Regions from separate parts of the Sus scrofa genome. Here region 1 is linked to region 2. Evidence: chromatin contacts called from public HiChIP or PLAC-seq data. All regions are on one chromosome and are shown on one strand. The core of a region is the stretch at or near the end of the contact, and the rest is flanking DNA. Distances in the headings are between cores, read along the strand shown. Region 1 overlaps DOK7 (protein Dok-7). Region 2 overlaps RGS12 (regulator of G-protein signaling 12).

Region 1 (6,310 bases), core at 237-2,736, 94 kb after region 2:
TCAGACGGTCGTTCTGTCTAATCGTTTGAGGAGCTGCCGCCCTTGGCGTCCCCCTTGCAGCGAGGAGGACGCGGCTTTCTCCGCATCCTCGCCGGCACTGGTTGTTTTCTGTTTTGTTTTAGTTTGTGTTTAATTTCGTCTTCTTAGTGGGTCTGAAGTGGTCAGGGAACATTTCAAACCTCATTTCGAAGGAACAGGCTTCATTCATCTTTTTGTCTTTTTCAGGGCCGCACCTGTGGCATGTGCACGTTCCCGGCATAGGGGTTGCGTCGGAACCGCAACTGCAGGTCTATACCACAGTCCCGGCAACACAGGATCCGAGCCACATTTGCCATCTACACCACAGCTCATGGCAGTGCCAGTTCCTTAACCCTCTGAGCGAGGCCAGGGGTGGAACCCACATCCTCACGGACACTCTGTTGGGTTCTTAACCACTGAACCACAGCAGGAACTCCCGAACTTTTCTTCTTTCTCTCAAAATAAGGGCAGAGAAAACTGGTATTTTAATTAGTAGATACTTTTACTCTATCAGGAAATGCTGCAAAATAATATCCCACGGGGCTCAGTTGATGGCGCCAACTTTCTGAGTGACAGTGTCGTTTGGACAGAGTGCGCCTCAGAGGTGGGGTCCCCTGAAGTGATCACCAGGTGAACAGCCAGGGATCGGGGGTCAGGAGAGGAGAAGGGGCGTTACAGGTGGCCAAGGGGTGGGGGTGTCGTGGGCTGGGGTTGGCCACTCCCGCGGAGAGGTGTCAGGGCACGCTTCGGGAGCTGGGGGCCGGGAGGGGGCCGCAGGGCGGAGCAGGGCCTGAGTCGGGGTGAGGTCCGCACTGGATCTGGGAGCCCTTGTCCCTCGGTCTCCAGGCTCAGGCAGGCCCCTGAGACGTGTGTCCCTGCAGGAGCACCTGGAGCCGGGGACGCGGCGGGGCGGTGGCCATGCTCCCTCCCAGGCCTCCAGCTCCCCGGAGCGCAGCTCGGCAGACGCCCGGTGGAATGCCGCCGGCTCCACTCCCTCCGAAACGTGGTTTTTTATAGTTGGAGGACTGACTGTGCCGTGGCCTCTGCCAGCTGCCTGTAAGCTGGGATTAGAGGCCTGGCCCTGGGGGAGCTGGGCAGCCAGGACGGGGCCTCCTTCCCGCCCGCCCACCGGCGGCCAAGGTCCTGGCACAAGTTCTCGGCTGACGCATCTTGGCCAAGAGGGCCTCGCGGGTGCCCCGGGTGGGCGCCAGGGTGGGCCTCACCCTGCTCCAGTCAGAGGTCGGGACGTGGCTTCTCTGGGCCTGTTTCCTCATCTTGAAAGCAGGCATGTCACCGGTTGGGGCCCTGGGTGACCGGCCCGGGCACAGTGGTGTCGCCACGTGTGGGGCTGGCCCGAGTCCCTGGGATTTGGTGCAGGCAGCTCCCCCCGCCCTGCCCCCACTGTGCCTTCCCCCAGAGGGCGTCTGTCTTTCTTTGGGCAAAGGGCAGAGGGCGAGCCGCTGAGGGATTCCTGTGCGGTGACACCACGCTGGGCGTCCAGCCCACGTGACCTGCTGTCCCCATTCACTCGGCCTGGGGACTTCATTCACGCTGGCGGGGCTCCGGCCCAGCGCAGGCCCCCACGGCTGCTCTGCCCTGGCTCCCTTGCAGCAGCTGCCGGCCCCAGGCGCCCCCTCTGCCCGAGCCCCCCGGGGCTGGGATCAGCCAGGCCTTCCCTCTGTGAGTGGGAGCTCACCCCTCACCGCAGGACCTCAGCCTTAGCTGTGCCCCGGGCCCCAGCCCCACACCCCGGAAACGCGCCCAGGAGGAGAGGAGAGGCTGCGAGGAAGGCGGGCAGGCGCCGCTGGCGGTGGTTCCCCAGGCTGTGCCCTCTGCCCCCACCCCTCAAAAGAGCGTGAAGTTTCTGGGCTTCTGCCCCGCACCCCCGTCCTCCAGAAGCCACCCCAGCTCTCTAGAGAGTCGGCTGACCAGGGCCAGCAGGCAGGACTTCCTCTGCTGCCCTGTTGCTGCCCTGTAGCCGGGACTGGCCGGGCTGCTGCCCCTGGGCCTGGGGAGCCGCCGTGTGGCCTGAGCCACCAGGACAGGGGCCAGGAGGTGCTCTGGGGACACTGCCCGGGTGTGGGGACAACTCGCGGGTTTGCTCTGGCTTCTGTGGCCGTCCACGGCCCGTGGCCCTGAGCCCACCCTGCAGGCCCCCTGTGCTCTGGCCAGGCTGACCCGGTCTGGCCTCTCCGCAGGGGCTGGGGTCTTCTTCCTGTCCTCGGCCGAGGGTGAGCAGATCAGCTTCCTGTTCGACTGCATCGTCCGAGGCATCTCCCCGACCAGGGGCCCCTTTGGGCTGCGGCCGCTTCTCCCAGGTGTGTGCGGGGACCCATTCAGCAGGGTGGGGGGGGGTGGGCTGCCTCCCTCCTGCCCTGGGATCCCCTCGGGGCTCCAGGGGGCCGGCCACTCACATCCGCACTGCGCCCCCTCCACGCGGTCTGAGCAGCGGGGATGCCCTGGGGCTCGGCTTCTCGTTGGAACAGTTACGCTGCAGCTGTTCCGGGCTGACCAGCAAGAGGCCGGGGACCTGGAGATCCTGCCGAGCTGGCCGTCTCCCAGGCCTGGGTGGGGGCCTTGTCTGAGGTCCCTGAGAAAGGGGGCTGGGGTCAGGGCTGGTGCCGTCTGAGCTGGCGTTTGGGCTGGAAGCCGCCTTGTGAGGTGAGGTCTCAGCAGCTTGGGGGGTGGGTGCAAAGGCTGCACTGAACGGGGCAGGTCTCCCCACTTCCCGGCTGTGGCCAGGGCCAGACTGGGCCCCGGAGGCTCCCTGGGCACTTCCTCTCGCTGACTGAGGGCCGCCCTCCCCTCAGGGCCCACTGCAAAGGCTAGTCCTGGTCATCACCGCTTCCCCCGACCCAGGCGGTCCTGCTGACACTCCCCTCACTCCGGGGAGGCCGTGCTTGTCTCCCTGACCAGCTGGGAGACCACGCGGCAGGTGGACAGTGAGCCCACATCTGTGGCCTCCTAGCGTGGGCACCCCAGCTGAGTGCAGGGGGCAAGCGGACCTCCGAGGGAAGCAGGGGCTGGTGAGGGCCAGGCCCCCTTCTCCCAGCCTCTGCCCCTCACCACCCCCAGCCCCACCCAGCAGCCCCCAGGGACGGGGCTGGGGAGGAAGGAGGCAGCTCCTGTGACCAGAGCCTCCCTGCCCTGGGTCGGCTGGATGGGGCGACCGCGCCCTCTGCTGGCACATTCCTGAACTGCAGCCGCAGCTGCTGTGCTGCTGGCGGGGATCAGAAGGCAGTGGGTGTGGATGGGGCTGGCGGGGCTCTGCCCTCCGAGTCTCGTCGGGCTCACATTAAAGCACGTGATCACGGGGGACCCTAGATGTGGCCTCCACTGGGTCTGCAGCCTCAACGCTCTAGGATTTTGGACTGTCTTCTCTGTCTGAGCGCTGCTTGGCCAGACCCACGTGGACACCAGGCCCAGAGGCAGGACCCACCTGACTGGGCAGAGCCAGGAGGGGATGGGGGATTGGGGTCCACCTGGCCCCGAGCATGCCCTGTGCACGCCCATCTTGGTCCCACGAGCACTGGGGTGCACGGTCTCTGCACCCGCGTTCTGCAAACATGGATGTTTACGGAGAGCATGTGGTGGAGCCGCGAGTCTGTCCACCTCTAGCATCTCTTTGCCTCGCTCTTGCAGCAGGAGGGTGTGCCTGGTGTCCTGAGTCCTGCAGGGACCGTCCACTTTGGGGCAGGGGACAACGGCTGGTGGTTGGGGTGCTGTCCTTGGGCACAGGTCACAGGGTAGTGTCTGGGGGACGGGTGGCTTGGGCACCCTAAGAGTGGTGTCCAGGGGCTGGGGTGCTGGCATGGGGGGCAGCTGGGGCTCCCAGGGGCTCTGTCCTGGCGTTGGGGCTGGACCGGGGTCCACATGGTCCTGACAATGCTGGGCTCACCGTGCTGTCCCGAGCAGTGGCTGCCTCCTCTCTGACGCTCCCTCTGCCACAGACCCAAGCCCCGGGGCGCCCACCGTGGAGGAGCGCGTGGCCCAGGAGGCCCTGGAAACCCTGCAGCTGGAGAAGCGGCTCAGCCTCCTCTCCCACCCCGGCCGGCCGGGCAGTGGAGGTAGGGCCAGGCCTGGGCTGTGAGGGTGGGGCAGCAGCCCTGGGGCCGAGGCCGCCCCTTTACGCCAAGCTCCAAGCTCTGGTTCATTTATTCATTCCCTCAATGGATCAACCAGAAGCGTGGTGCTGGGTTGGAATTCTTGCCCACCCACTGGCGGTGTGGCCGCATGAGGCTGTGGCTGCCACATCTGCGTCCAGACAGAAGGCCCAAGGGTGCTGGCTGCTGGGAGCAGAGGCCCCTCGGCTGCTGCAGTTCACTGGGGGATGGACGGATGGAAAGGGCTGGCAGCCCCCTCGAGGGGATGCGAGGCTGTGGTGGGGGAGGGGATGGGAGGGCCGGCGCTGGGGTCTCCTGGGCCAGAGCCAGGTCTCTGTGGGCCTTCTGTCCTCTGATTGTGGCCAGTCCCACCTATGGGTGCACAGTGGGGACTGGTGATGCTGGGTGTGGGGTCCGGGGAGGGGTGGGTGAGCCGTCACAGGATGGTGGCTGGAGACAAGTGAGTGCGGGCCCTCAGCAGGGTGGGGCACAGGGAGTGGGGACGAGATGTCAGCTCCCGCGAGGCCCCCCAGCCCTCCCCGAGCCCACCTGACCCCCCCGGCTCTCTGCTTAGGGGACGACCGCAGCCGGTCCAGCTCGTCGTCGGAGGCCAGCCACTCGGATGTCAGCGCAGGCAGCCGGCTCACGCCGTGGCCAGAGCAGTCCTCATCCTTGGCCGGCACGTCGCAGGAGGGGCTGGGGCTGGTGGCCGCCCAGGCCCCCGGGGAGGCCGCGCTGGGCGCCTCGAGGCCGCCCCCCAAGCCGCTGCGGCCGCGGCAGCTGCAGGAGGTCGGCCGCCAGAGCTCGTCGGACAGCGGCATCGCCACGGGCAGCCACTCCTCCTACTCGGGCAGCTTCTCCTCCTGCGCTGGCAGCAGCCTGGACGTGTGGCGCACCGCTGAGGAGTTCGGCTCCCTGCTCAGCCTGCCGGCGGGGGCGCCTGAGCCCAGCCTGTGCGCCTGCCCCCCCGGGGCGGCCGAGTACCAGGTGCCCACAGCCCTGCGGCCTCACTACGACACGCCCCGCAGCCTACGCCAGGCCCCCAGGGACCAGCCCCCGGCCGGGCAGGGTGGCCCTGACGGCAGTGACCGGGCCGCCGGGGACTCGGGAGGCCAGCCGTCGGCGGGGGGTCTCTCCGGCTGGCTGGGCGAGAGACGGCGGGGACAGGCGACAGAGACCCTGGTCGGCGAAGCTGCGCTGCCCAGCCCGGCCCCCAGCGAGCACTGGGAAGTGGGCGCCCCCCACGCCGGGCCCACTGCGGCCTTCTTTTCCGCGTGTCCGGTCTGTGGAGGACTGAAGGTAAAGCCCCCTCCCTGAGGGCGCCCAGCGGGTGCCCTCGGGGCTGCCTCGTGCTCAGCGGGGGCGGGCGGAGCTGAGACTAACCTCCCTGGGTCACCTTGTCACATCGTGTGTCTACCGGGCTCCACCTGCTGGCCCCTCGCCTCCTTCCCAAAGCAGCACTGCAGGTGGCCCGTCCTGGGGAGGGAACAGGGGCTCAGGAGCCCGGGCACCAATGGAGTCTGGCCCTCGGATCCCGCACACTCACCCACACCAGCCTCTTCCTGGACCCCAGCGCTCCAGGGGCGTGGAGCGGGCGGGGCAGGGGCAGCTTGCGGGGAAGCCTTGTGAAACCACGGGCAGCGGGCGCTCCCCTCCGCCCTCCGGCTGAGCCGAGGCTGGTGGTCAGGACCAGGGGCTGCCAGGGCCCTGCCACCCCTCGGCATTCACGGCCCCAGGCCCGGCCCGTGGGTCACCCCGGGTCACCCCAGGGCGCCGGGCTCTTTGAGGTCGGCCTGCCCGCCTGCATGGGTTGCGGCTGCGTGGCCTGGTGTGCACACTGGCTCTGCGGTGCCCGACACGCCCGGGGAAGGCAAGGCCCGTGTCCGCACCCGACCTGGCCGGGGCCGGCTTCGTCCCGCGCAGCTCACCTGTCAATGTTTCGCTTTGTACCTTCACTGTTGGCTGGAGACGTTTGCTGCTCTTCCACATTTTTAAAACCTGACACTGTTTGTAATACATTCTTAGACTGGAAATAAAATCGTTTTTTCTTATCGGCTTGTCCTGTTCCATGTGGCCACGCCCTCCACCTCCCGCCCTGGCCCTGGGGCCTTTAAGTGTCTCTGAAACTCAGGGGCCCAGCCTCCCTTGGCCTGTGGGTCCCTGAGAGACGGGCCTTGCCTGTCTAGTCA
Region 2 (5,713 bases), core at 18-2,517:
TCCCTCTGCCAGAGGTCCTTTTGTAAGGGCGCCCCCTACTCCCCGTCAAGGCGAGGCCCAAGGACAGGCTCTGAGCACGCCTCCCCTGCCCAGACCAGGTGGGCACCATGGGACCCCAGGAGCTGGAAGGAGTGGCTTCTTGTGTCCTGGAGCCTCCCTTCCAGGGAGGGGCAGCCTCCCATCCTCCCCCCGGCCAGGCCCAGGCCACCGTCTCCTCCTCCTGGAAGGTCCATCCCAGCCCCCAGAGCCAGGCTCAGTGGTCGTGGTGGCGGCAGCCGCGAGGGTGGCTGTGGTGGCCTCTGCTCCTTCGCTGTCCCTGCCTCCACGCGGTCATTGTGTGCGGGTCTCCTGAGGGCAGCTGTCCCAGGAAGCTGAACCGGGGCCCCCTCGTCTGTGAATGTCCCCCCTGGGCAGTGTGGTGTGTTTTTGCAGTAAACACAGCCCGTGGCCGTGTCGCAGATTCCGTTCCCTGGACGCCGATGCTGGCTGAGGGCGCGTTTCTCCCATGGAAGGCAGAGGGGGGGCGGGCTTGTTGCCTTCTGGCTGGCAGCCTGACCCCACACCAGGGCTGTCATCCCTCGAGCTGGCCCCGGGCACGGTGCCTGCAGCCGTGGGCAGGGTGCTTCCTGAGGCCCAGTCCGTCCAACACACTGGAACGAGGGGTTCCTGGAGCCCTTCCGAGGAGCCCCTGGCACCTGCTGCTGAGACATCTTGGCGGCAAAGGCCCTTGGGGGGAGCAGTGTACCCCAGACCTCCCCAAAGCCAGGTAGTTTAGCTTAGCCGTCATGCCTAACTTCTGGAAGCAGTTTCCTCCACATTCCTGCTTCCTTTTTAAAACCGGGACCTGCGCGGCTCCCTCCCGTGCAGGTTGGGTCGGGTGTTGGAAGGCAGGCAGAGCAGATGGTGGAACAGAGGTGGGTGCCCGAGACGGGTTTTAGGAACAGGGCCGATTCCGAGGGCCGGCGGCACACGCGTGCGCACGGAGGCTTATAATAGACCCGTCAGCCGCTGTAATTAAGGCTTGGAACTGCAGCGCGGCCGCGCAGCACATCCTCTGCAGCTGCCGTGCTGAGAAACCGCCCCTCTCAGCTCCAGTTTGGTTCTTCTGATTCCGTAGAGGAAATACTTTAAAAATGATCTCACAGCGAGATTTGTGTAAACGGCTTTTTTTTCTTTGTATGAGACAATCGAGATAGAGTCTGAATCCCTGGCAGAGCGCCGCTTCCTGCAGTGTCCTGTTGCCATGGGTTACGAGGGGAGCGGACTGGAAGCCCAGCCGCAGGGTCTTTAAACTTTCTGGCGGGCGCAGGCGTGCGGCGGGCTCCGCCGTGTGTGTTAGGTCTGCGCGCCTGTGTGTGTCGCAAGTTTTCCTGACTTAAGATGAATCTGGAGAAAGCGCTGCCAGAGGAGACTCAGATTTTAAACAGTCAGCAGGTAAGTTCACGCCATGTAACTCTTAGAATTATTGTAAGGCTACCCGGCTTCTGGGCTACTGCTTTTTTTCTGCCTGTTTAGTAGCTCGTAAGTGTAAACTCTGAAGATGTCTTTCTTGTGTTTCCATCGTGGAGCCCGGAGTGAGTTTGGGGAGGTCAAAGCCCGGTTCTGCAACCACAGCCCACCACCCAGAGCCTGGCCGGGTGGGGGGCCGGCTGTGCTGGGTCCGGGCCAGCCTCTCGGGGGACACTGCCTGTGTTCCAGTCAGCCGTACAGAAAACAGCGATGCTTTTCTGGTCCCTGCGTGGTAATTGTAACAGACTGTGAAGATAAGTGAATTAATTTTGTCGAGATACTCAATTTCCACTGGATAATTGCATTAAAGCCGAACATACTCTTTAAATTACTGTTCTATGTCTAACTTCTTCTCTTTTTAAAGTTGAAGCAGAGTTGGTTTACGAGGCTGTGTTAGTCTCAGGTGTGGAGCCAAGTGATTCGGTTACATCTGTCTCGCATTTTTAAATGTCACGGGTCGGTGCTTCATATACACACATAGGGAACTACTGGCAATCATATTTAGTGATTGATCCGTGTCTGCGCTTCTAAGGTTGAACTTACTATAATTTTAAACCTTTAAACCTTTTTAAAGAGGTTTGAGATGAAATAAAAAGAATAATTTCTGCACTCCCCTTGGATCATAAAACTGTAGCCCCCCCGATTCTCAGGGCAGAGCCTCCTTGCCTGGCTGCTTGCACCTCTCCCAAGCGTCCTATCTAAATAAATCTATTTCTTGCCTAAATAATAATAGTAATAGTAATAATAATTTTTATGTTCCTCCCGTGGCTGTGCTGTGTGGATGTCAAGGCAAAAATAAAGGAAAATTATTTATAGAAGATTGTCACTAATTGCTGGGTACCGATTTAAATTCATTCTTTTCTGCGAGGTGTTTCATCTTGATGTGCTCTCCTGATATCGAAGGAGAATCTTCCAGAGGGAGGGGCAGGAGAAACTCCTTACTCCGAAGTGACTGGTTTGGATGTTGGGTTTAGAAAAATGACAGCGTCATTCCTTTTAACTGGAAAGGAGAAATGAGTCTGCTAGACAGGTCAAGAATTAGGCTGCAGCAGCAAGGGCAGATTTTGATGGGTTTTAAAAATATTTAGCATGTATTTTGAAAACCCCTTGTAACTAGCAAGGCTGCCTTGAGAGGGTGGGGACCGGCTTTGATGTTTACGAGCGTGCTTGCTGCGTGCCTGCCTCTGGCCGTCGCCGGGCAGGAGCGGTCACTGTTCCTGTAGATTCTACCTCGTGTGCTGCTGGAAAAGGGAACTTCGGGTCTGTTGTGCCCGTGGACCGGGTCACCATTAGTCATTTGTACCTGTGTGTAGGCAGCATTTCTGTTGCCATAGCATATAAAGGTAAGGTTTAGAAAATTTTGTTCTTTGAGTGAATGAAAAAAGATCACTAGAAATCTGCCTTTGTACTTGCCTATATAATTTGGATTCCTTTTGAAATTTCTCAGACGCTCAACCCAGCAAATAAGTGTTCACAAGGTCTGGTCGGTGTGGCCATGGTTTAAGCCGGGGGCAGCAGGCAGGTGCAGTCCTGCAGTCTGACAGGTGGGAAAGGGGGCAGAGTGTGCTGAGGCCTCCAGGGCAGAGAGGAAGGGCCCAGGGCGAGCCCGCCCCGGCCCGCAGTGCGGATGCGCTGGGGAAGCCTGCTGTGGGCGCCTCCTTTCACGGGAGAGAAGGCTCTGCAGCCTTCGCTGGGCCACGTCCTGTAACCGCTACGGAGCACAGAGGGGGCCAAGGAACCCCCGCCTGTCCCGCCCGCGTGAACCTGTCACGGAGCACAGAGGGGGCCAAGGAACCCCCGCCTGTCCCGCCCGCGTGAACCTGTCACTTAAAAACAAGATCCAGCACAAGTGACTTTGAACTTTATGGGCCCCTGTGCCCCAGCAACACCCCCTCCTGCTGTGTTTCCACCCCTTCACGAGGAGCAGTTCAGCCCGAGATGCTGGCGAGAGGGGGACCGGGGACCCAGGAGACCAGGGCAGCTGTCACAGGAAGAGAAGGCTTTCTGTGTGGACCCCTGCCTGGCGCCCTGCGGTGTCTGACCCGGCTCTCCCTGGGCTGGACCACGTCAGGCCCTCCTGTGTGTCCTGGGCGTGACTACAGACCCCCAGGGTGGCAGGTGGCGGGGCCTGGCTCTCAGGCAGTCTTCGTGTGGGTCGTGAGTGGGCTGTGAGGGTCTGTGGGCCTCTCTGCCCAGGCCGGGCTCCGGGCGGCAAGGGTGCCAGGAAAGAGCTGCTGATGCCAAGGGGCTTTTCCCTTCTGGCGCTGGGCTCTTCGTGGGATGGGGAAGGAAAGCTTGCACCGTAAGAAGGTGCTAAATCCTCTTCTCTGGGTGTTGCTGAGCGGAGAGGTGTTAGGACCGGGGGCGGCTGCGGGGGCGGTCAAGGCTGCAGGCGCCGCGGGGGGGATGGCGCCCCCAACCCCACTGCAGGTCCCAGGGAAGAAAGACAGGAGGCAGAGCACAGACAGGAAGATGCTTCCCTCCCTCCCTGCGTGGGGCAGTGGGGAAGGCACACCAGGACCCCCTCGTGGTGCCGGGGGCGGGCGGGAGGGGAGCTGAGCTCGCGCGTCGGGGGCTGCTGCGTCCGGGCGCCCGGCCCTCCGCCGTCTCTCCAGGATGAGGGCCTTTCACATTTGACTGGGCTTCCCTTTTGAGGCCGGGCGAGCTGTCTCGTGCTCACCCACCTCTCCCCCACGTGGGCCTCTCCTGCTCCCGCTGCCCCGGGGGGCCCTGATCGGAGCCGGCGGGCAGCCCCTCGTGCGGGCGCACCTCTGCCCTGGCCTCTTCCAGCCGAAAGCGTCGGCCTGGCCGGACGGCTGTGTTTACCAGCTTGGTGTGTGGGCCGCACGGATTCTTTCTCACTCCCTGAGCCTGTTATCTGTCTTGGAAGAAGGCCTCCTGGTGGACTCGAGGGACGCTGTCCTCAGGTTTCTATTTTCACACCTTCCCGTTTTTCCTTAAAGAGACTCTCACCTTGACCTGGGCTCTGCCTGCGTCACTCTTCCTCCCACGCGGCTGCACGCGGCTCCTTTCTCCTGCGTCCTGGGGGTGAGCTCTTCTCCCCCCGGCCCCCTCCACTCCCCTCCACCCCCTTCAACCCCCTTCATCCTCTCCACCTCATCCCCCTCCATCCCCCTCCACCCCCTTCACCCCCCTCACCCCTCTCCATCCCTCCATCCCCCTCCACTCCCCACCATTCCTCTCCACCCCCTTCACCCCCTTCACCCCCTCCACTCCCCCCTGCCCCTCCATCTCCCTCCATCCCCCTCCACCACACCCCTCTCCATTCCCCACCACCCCCCTCCATCCCTCTCCACCCCCTTCACCCCCCTCACCCGTCTCCACTCCCCCCTGCCCCCTCCACCTCCCTCCACCGCCTCCATCCCTCTCCACCTCCTTCACCCCCTTCACCCCTCTCCACTCCCCCCTGCCCCCTCCATCTCCCTCCATCCCCCTCCACCCCATCCCCCTCCATCCCATCCCTATGTGGCAGCTGGGCCCCTCTCCTGCAGTGTTGGGGTCTGTGCGCCCCAACGCCCCCTGCCACATGGAGGCTGCCCTGCCCAGCCTGCCCTCCGACCCAGGGGTTTTGTCCTCACCTGCTCCCACCTGGTCCCAACCCCGGAGCCCTGCAGTCAGCAGGCCCCTGGCCCCCACCCTCCGAGACCCGAGACCCGCCAGGTCTGCCTGACTTTAAGCTTCCTCAGCCCCCTCCCCGCCCACCGGCCCCCCTGCCTGGAGCCTGGGGCTCTGTCTCCAGCGGCAGGCGGCCGAGGGAACACCGAGTCAGGTCCTCGGTGCCACACGCTCTGGTGGTATTTGCCCCCCGGCCGGCAGGCTCGATGTTTCTGGATTGAGCTCTAGCCCCTGACATGAGTGCAGGTTTGTGGCGGCCACCCTGCTTCTGGAGGAGGCCGGCCCAAGTGGGTGCTCAGCCAGTGTTTCCTCGGCACGTGGCAGCCATTCCAGCAATTTTGCACCTGCCCGGGCACAGGCTCCCGCTCGGGGCTCACCTCTGCGGGCAGAGGTGTGGAAGCAGCGGCTCCATCTCGGCCTTTACGAGAAAACGCTTCCTGGGGTTGGGCTGCCACGCGGGCTGAGAGCGGGGCCTTGGGCTCCGGTCTGCAGCACACAAGCCAGTGGGCTCTTTACCCAGAGGGGCTCCTGTACTTGGCGCTGCTTCCGCCCAAAACCTCCCTGGACT

The links. HiChIP or PLAC-seq counts read pairs in DNA pulled down with a chosen protein or histone mark.
Region 1: a contact with region 2 is called in an H3K27ac HiChIP or PLAC-seq map of skeletal muscle, with 8 times the contacts expected there. The contact joins two enhancer-like sites. A contact is called at or near these places in 1 of 5 promoter capture datasets (liver), 17 of 47 Hi-C or Micro-C datasets (embryonic fibroblasts, epiblast stem cells, fetal heart ventricle and 10 more) and 2 of 2 datasets of contacts at active chromatin or transcription factors (alveolar macrophages and skeletal muscle).

Annotation. Positions count from the first base shown.
Region 1 is chr8:2,105,930-2,112,239 of Sscrofa11.1, forward strand. It overlaps DOK7 (protein Dok-7), which reads left to right. Exons shown (of 11, transcript XM_021100945.1): 5 at 2,217-2,336; 6 at 3,969-4,085; 7 at 4,696-5,420. Among named protein-coding and RNA genes, the nearest start is that of DOK7, 19 kb to the left of the region's middle. Within about 2 kb of position 1,487, at least 29 of the 83 cell types and tissues checked have an H3K27ac peak or open chromatin away from gene starts, as enhancers often do. A contact at or near this core is called in omental adipose tissue and skeletal muscle, where this site is marked.
Region 2 is chr8:2,012,629-2,018,341 of Sscrofa11.1, forward strand. The region is part of intron 3 of RGS12 (regulator of G-protein signaling 12); the gene reads left to right. Among named protein-coding and RNA genes, the nearest start is that of RGS12, 44 kb to the left of the region's middle. Within about 2 kb of position 1,268, at least 28 of the 83 cell types and tissues checked have an H3K27ac peak or open chromatin away from gene starts, as enhancers often do. A contact at or near this core is called in omental adipose tissue and skeletal muscle, where this site is marked.